Linked DNA regions of Mus musculus: region 1 is linked to region 2. The links are chromatin contacts, called in public promoter capture Hi-C maps. All regions are on one chromosome and are shown on one strand. Each heading gives the region's core, a stretch centred on a gene start, on an enhancer-like site or on the middle of the called end of the contact. The rest is flanking DNA. Distances are from core to core; before and after follow the strand shown. Region 1 overlaps Fnbp1l (formin binding protein 1-like). Region 2 has its middle 7.7 kb from the start of Gm40139.

Evidence for each region. Capture Hi-C pulls out chosen DNA fragments and counts their contacts.
Region 1: a contact with region 2 is called in a promoter capture Hi-C map of adipose tissue. The contact joins two enhancer-like sites. A contact is called at or near these places in 1 of 15 datasets of contacts at CTCF or cohesin (the NIH/3T3 cell line), 1 of 484 Hi-C or Micro-C datasets (bone marrow-derived macrophages), 3 of 115 datasets of contacts at active chromatin or transcription factors (bone marrow-derived macrophages, pancreatic cancer cells and trophoblast stem cells) and 2 of 9 other capture datasets (adipose tissue and liver).

What each region holds. Positions count from the first base shown.
Region 1 is chr3:122,565,144-122,568,666 of GRCm38.p6, forward strand. The region is part of intron 5 of Fnbp1l (formin binding protein 1-like); the gene reads right to left. Among named protein-coding and RNA genes, the nearest start is that of Mir7657, 25 kb to the left of the region's middle. Within about 2 kb of position 1,613, at least 73 of the 459 cell types and tissues checked have an H3K27ac peak or open chromatin away from gene starts, as enhancers often do. A contact at or near this core is called in adipose tissue, where this site is marked.
Region 2 is chr3:122,312,241-122,315,770 of GRCm38.p6, forward strand. No RefSeq gene overlaps it. Among named protein-coding and RNA genes, the nearest start is that of Gm40139, 7.7 kb to the right of the region's middle. Within about 2 kb of position 2,016, at least 34 of the 459 cell types and tissues checked have an H3K27ac peak or open chromatin away from gene starts, as enhancers often do. A contact at or near this core is called in adipose tissue, where this site is marked.

The DNA.
Region 1 (3,523 bases), core at 363-2,862, 250 kb after region 2:
CTATGCTTTCTGAACTCCACGCCACTGGGACAGCCCTTTACCACCACTTTTAAGTGGCTGAGTATAAGGTTGGAAACAGTTTCCTTCAGAAATGTAAAAGTACTACTCTATGTTTTTCTGGTTTGTGTATAAGTAGGCTGAGATACACTCAATCCTGCTCTAATCCCTGATTCATTGTAAACGACATGTTTATTTTGTTATTGCCTTGCTTTGCTGCTGTGACTAACTCTGTTTCTCTCCTAGGAATCTGGAACCTCTCCTAAGAGTTTAGAGAGGCCGTGCACACGGCTCTTTAAGAGAGGTCACAGCATTGTTTACATATCCATCGAAGGGTGTGTCCTCAGAGGTCAGGGGTGCACGTGCAGGAGCCAGCCAGCTCCTTCCACCGCCAGCTACCGGCTCACAGCCACCTTGCCAGCTCTCATGAGGATAAGTGTTGATAGCTCACAGCACTGGAAGCTGGCAAATTCTTTCCTCCAGAAATTCATGACTTTACATTTGAAGGCATTGTTTTCCTTGACTTACTTTTATCCATCTTTTTTTAAATCTAGCATGGTTATTTTGAAAATTTGAAAATTTCTAATTTTATTATGTTGTTTTGTATTTCTAACCTCTGTTACTTTTACTTTCTGAAAGATGTCTTCAATTTTGTCTTTTTCTCATGGACTTCTTATTTCTCCCTATATGAAGTTCTTTTCTTATTTACACCCTCAATTTTAATAGTAGCTACCTTTATTTCCATGGATATAGCATTTCCTCTATTCCACAGAGAAAATTAATACCATTTTTGGATATTCTTTTTTTTAATCTCTTTATCCTTTCATAGTTGCTGTTTCTTCTAAGTTGTTTTTTCTTCTATATATTATTGTGGTCTCTGGACTGATATTTTCTTTCACTGTCTAGGAATCCTTGTTTGTATGTTCTTATTTTAAACTTCCATTAAGTACACTCTAGGTGGGGCTGGCTAACCCTGGTCTTTCTCTCTGGAGTGAAGCAGCCAGGTAGTTTCCTTGGAAAAACCCTGTGTAATTCCCCGTCTCTGTGACTCGAGTTTGTAAGAATCCCCAGAGAAAGCCTCTATTAAGTCTGTGCCTGGAAAATGCTTTATGATCTGTGTTCTGAGAATTACTCAGAAAAAGGAAGCAGAAGACTTGAGTATTTTGTATTTACACAATCCCACTGCGGTCCAGTGGCTATGGGTTGACACAAATTGAGAATAGTAACAAACAGGTGTTTTATATTATGTATCTTATTTGTAGAAAAACATACACTTTTCTTGGAACAGTGAAGCAATCACAAGTACAAATGAATTAAAAATATTCCTTTCCCCATGTATAATTATACAATATAGAAAATGACATCTATTCCCTCTTCTTCCACAGCAGAACCTGCTTTCAATACAGAGGCTGTTAATTGCTGTGGTTTGCTGTCCCTGTCTCCTGCCATGGGCTCATCAAAGGCACCTAGGAGGAAGTCTGCTGGGGTCTTCTGCCAGTTTTATGTCCTTGATTAAAAAAGAACAGTGAGAAAGAAATGTTCCTCTTTCCTTGCCCCTGGGTGCAGCCACGCTGAAGAATAGGAAACAGCACACTGCGATGAAGCAAGCACAGAGGACATGGGGCACTAGAGAAGCCACTCCACGACTGACTAGGGAGCTGCTGTTTCTGAGCTCTGCTCTTAGGAAACTGTAAGTTGTCACCTGGTGCCTCCTGACTGCAACATGGCGCATCTAACATTAATCTCCTTAAGTTCTGACCACTCTGTCAAGATCTACCTCATGGGCTACTCTCTTTTGCCCTCCTTTTAAATGTCACTGTTCATCCTGGGAGTAGTGACTTCTTCTAACTTCTTCCTTCAATTGTTTCACGTTCCTCATTTCCCATTTGTTAGAGCTCCCTTTAACTATTTCGGACACATTAGGTTTCTATAATTTTGTTTTGACTAAAAAGAAAAAGAATTAGGAAATAGGGTGCTATATTTGCTTCTACATATTAAATATAAATAACGCTGGTCTCTTTCACTGGACTCCAGGCTCCACAAAAAATAAAAGCCATGTCATATCTACTTATGAACATAGAGGGACCAGGAAAAGTAAAGGGCTGACTAGGGTTGAATTTACTTTTTCACAATATTGTTCATGACTGAAAAAAATACATTATTTGAAATACCTAACTTTTGTAATGGTTCTGTCTTACTTTGTAACCTTTGTAACTTTTCTTAATAACTGCCAATTGTTCTAAAGGCGAGTCAGCACATATTGTAAACAGATTTATGTCAGCACCCATTTCTAGAGGAACCAGCACCTCCTGAGTATAGGAGTATGTTATTCTGTGCAAATGAAAATAGACACTCTCTCGCATACTTATTAGATGTCAGATACTAAAGATGCCACTGACTAAATTTTAATAACTAAAAATCCTCCCTTAAAGTCCTGGTGAAACCAATTACAAAGAAAATGAAAACAGAGTATTAATATACCTGCGAAGTCTAAATCAGCATTGGTGATTAAAAATCATTGACACTTAAATAAAAATAGAATCTAAGTTTTAAATATTCACTTTAACAGGAAAACATAAAAACATAGCAAATATATGCACGAGCTTTCAAAATGCCAAAGATTTGCATAGTATGAAGAAACACCACAGTATCTTGCATGAACTTGTACATTTTCAGTCTTCAAGCCTTTCTGACAAGCACAACTAGACATATTAAATACACACACACACACACACACACACAAAACTTTCTTCAGCACAATTCTTAAAGACTACAGTTATCTATTGTAAAAAAAAAAAAAAAAATGCTAGCTAAGAGCCAATCACTTGGAAACCTGAACATTTAAAAAGTTCATCTTATACTGCAAAGTCTTTCAATCGAGCATATCAAGTAAACAAGACTATAGTGTCTATGTGGACACCTTGTTTATGTATAACAGAACCTTTTAAAAAATCCACATTATAAAGGACCTTAGGGAATTTTAAGTAAACAGTATGCAGTATGTTTTCTAAGTCTGTTCTATAAGGTTTTCTTTTTCTTCTGCAGTTAGAAGCGTACAGAATTACTGGACTACTGAGTTAGAAGAAATACTTCCTATAAAGTAGTCATTGCTCTTCTGTATTCATATGTTAAAAAAAGGAGGGCCAGAGAAATCCAGTCCATTAAAACATTCAAAAACCACAATCTTAGTTCTCTCCTCTCAAGCAAATAGTTTCCCAAGATAACTGTTTCCTTATTCTCCAAACCCCACTTACTGGATAAGTATCTCTAGTATTTACCAGGATATGAAGACTAAAGAATTTGTCCCACTATTTACATAAGGAAAAAGGAAAATGAAATGAGCTCAATCCCTTATATTTCTTAGTTATTATACAACAAAAAAAATTGGCAGATTATGAATAATAGCTCACCTACTACACAGCCCACAGATTGAGACCTGGACACAGCCTCCAGGAGCAGGTGTGGGGGGACGGGGGACGGCTTGGTGGGCAATGGCACTGCTGCTAAACCTAATGCACTGAGAATC
Region 2 (3,530 bases), core at 766-3,265:
CAGTGCTAGAAATGGCCAGCAGAGGGCACCCTCCACAAAGTGGTTGTTTGCAGTCTTTGTAGAGAGCAATGGTAACTCTGCTAGTATTGGTTCAGAGGGCAGGCAGGAGCTTTCTCACCAGATAAAATGCTACCTTGGTGATTTTTTTCCTCTCAGAGAATGCTTACCTAAACTGAATCCTGAAATACCAGGTAAAAGATCAGTCTACTAAGCAACCATCTGATAGCCTTCAAAAATAGCAAGGGTCAAAGAATTAAAAAATAGCAGTTCCATGTTTATGAAGATTAAAGAGATGGAACAACTAGATATAATGAATGAACGAACGAGTGAACAAACGAATGAATGATTTGAATGGGTCCTTGGGTGGGAAAAAGCCATAGACATAAGAAATATTAAGGTGGTTGATAGCATCTTAATTTGGACTGTGGGTTAGATAAATTGTGTCAATATTATGCTTTTCAAAGTTGTTAACTGTGCTGTGTTTTGACATGTTTCTCTCAAAATAATTTAGGGGGAAATGGGCATAATGTCCTTAACCTGTTTTTGAATGATACCTTCCCACCCCCACCCAAGAATAAAAGTCATAATAGAAACAGATGTAGGTAAAATGTGAACCTAGGTAGAGTGGATGGGAATTCCACATGCTGTACTTACGACTTTTCCGTAACTTCAAACTTATATCCAAATAAAAGACACACACATGCACATCTTATTCCGGAAGAGCCTTCCTACCTGATTTGAGGTCTAAAGTTCCCTCAGTGGGTTAGGGAGTACAGAGGGGCCTCTTAGGAAAGTGTGGCTTTGGCCCTCTGCAGAGCACTGACCTTTGCCCTGGGCTGGCCAGGGCACCTGTGTGCAAAGCTTATCTGAACCACCAGACAAGCAGGCGACCTTCACTGCACATGTTTGTGAATGCAACACACGCCTGTACTTGGCAGGAGAGCAGGGACCTTGCCCAAAAAAAGCAATCTGGAGCAAGGGAATGGGACAGAGGGAGCGCTCCAAGGTCTGTGCAGCAGAGAACAGAAGCATTCCTTAGCGTGGGTAAAGCCGCTACTTACTGCTTTCTGGGTTAGTCCTTCCAGAACATCCGGCTCCTAGGATCTGAGCATGGGTGATGTACATAGTCAAATATTAACAGGAAAATGATGCCGTGAGGAGAAGCTACTAGAGAGGACCCAGGATAGGGAGAGCCCAAGGTATACTGGAGAGGAGGCAGAGCCTAAGGGTGACCTCTCCCACCTACAGGATTCTGGTTCACACAGGCTTGGGATATGCAAGTCAAGTACTTACATCTCTAACAAGCCACCCGATTGGACCACACACAGTTGCAATGGCATAGGACACGACCATCCTGGCCATCTGTAGGTCTTTCCACCATGGCTAAAACTGCACATGAAAAAGTATTTTAAGAGGGGTTGGAGGGCCGGAGGGCTGGAGGGCTGGCTCAGCAGTTAAGAGCACTGACTGCTCTTCCAGAGGTCCTGAGTTCAATTCCCAGCAACCACATGGTGGCTCACAACCATCTGTAGTGGGATCTGATGCCCTCTTCTGGTGTGTCCGAAGACAGCTACAGTGTACTCTTATACATAAAATCAATAAATCTTTTTTTAAAAAGTATTCTAAGAGATCCAAGGGAAACTGGGGCTACTTTGGGGTGCACAGTGGTTCTTTGGACCGGACAACATCATGGATGAATGAACTCAAACTGAGATCAGGAGGGCATGGGATAGAGGAAGTTCCTTGAGAGAGGAGCGGAATGCACAAGCGAAGCCCAGCTGGTCCAAGCTCCTCCTCTGAGTTCTCTAGGGAAATAATGAGAAGAAAGGCAGGGGGTGAGGCAGGGAGGCTGCTATTGCTGGGACAGAGTGAGACTAAAGGAGACGTGACCAGAGGCAGCACCTTCAAAAGACCTGGTAGAGCTGCGAAAGCTGGCCAGGGGGAGGGGAAACGAGATAGGAGATCCAGGCCCTAGGCTCCAGTGAGATAAGGGCCGGAGGAAAGGGACTGTCCTGTCCGTGAGTCATGGAAAGAAGAGTGGTTAAGCACTGTAGCTAAGAGGGAGCTGAGCTCTACAAAGAGTTCCTTGTTTTCTTAAAGACTCCTGTCCTCTGATACCACCAAAGGAGGTGTGGGATATTCAAGTTTGGAAAGATAATCCCTATACATATACACATACACATACATATGTATACGTGACAGGGAATCAAACTAGGGCCTCCCATATGTTAAGCAAATGTGAGTCATAGCCTCAGCTATATAGTGAGACCCCATGTTAAAAAGAGTAGTGATTGGCTCTTCAGGGCTCTGACCTAAACAGTGGCTCAGTCAATCCCCTTGTGGGTTCATAATATAATGACGTTATTGGGAGGTGGAGCTAGCTGGAGGAAAAGGTCGTGGAGGTCACACCCTGGAGAGACAATGCCACTTACCTAATCCCATCTCTGTCTCTCTCTTCCTGCCTTCTGTCCAACAGTGTTCCTCAGCGGCATCCTTTAGCCACGAGGGTCCGTCTCACCATTGTCTCAGAGAAGCTGTCTACGGGCCCGGGCTCTCTGAAACCACAAGGCCAATGGATGCATCCTCCTCAGAAAGGCTTTCTCTCAGGTGTCTGTCGTGGTGATTGACATTCATAGCTGCTGACCAGAGAGGCTGATGTTGAAGGGAGATGAGGATTTTAGACAGAGTTTTGAAGCTATGCAGGAAGCCTAAGGTTTCCTCACACTGACTTCTGGGTGATCTGACTTGGAGGGGTGTACGCTCTGGGGAGGGGTAGGCATAACAACTACCTTAACTATATGCAATACTTTGCCTATGTCCTTAGAGAAACATAAGGGGCTAATATTCCAGAATTATTTTGATTACAGAAGTATTGCTGTTGAAGATTACATATACATATATATATATACACACATATACACATATACATATATACATCTGTAAAAGAATATGTTATCCAAGGACCTAGAGATAACGTATAATTCCCACTTCATTTTAATTCTGCTATTTTACATTTCATATTTTATCCTGCAACAAGTATATTCTAATCTTAATTCTCCTTACTGTGGAATTAAGTGCCCCATTAATGAAGCAGTTGTTAATATATGCAAATAGTATAAAGTGATATAACTAGCAAAGACCTCTTAATGACGAATTAGCATAACATGCTAATGCCCCATGCTTTGCCACTCTTATTCCTGTTCTGAGGCAGATTTTAAGTGTTTTTGCTCCGATTACTTGTGTTAGTTAATGCCACGTTCTGAAATAAGACACCATTTACTAATCTAGCAACCCATTTGCTTCCTGCTGTCTTCCTACTACCGGGAAGCCAGCTCACTTCTGTGCCACGGGAATACAGGAACAAGGTAGAGCCCTGTGACTTATTTACAGCCCATGTGCAGAGGGGATTTAGCACCATTTCCTAAAGCCGTGGCTTTGGGAAATGATAAAATCCCATTCGGGTTCAAGGGGAGGAGAAGCAGCCCCCATCACCTGATAGAAGGTGTTTTTTTTTTTTTTTTTTTTTAAAG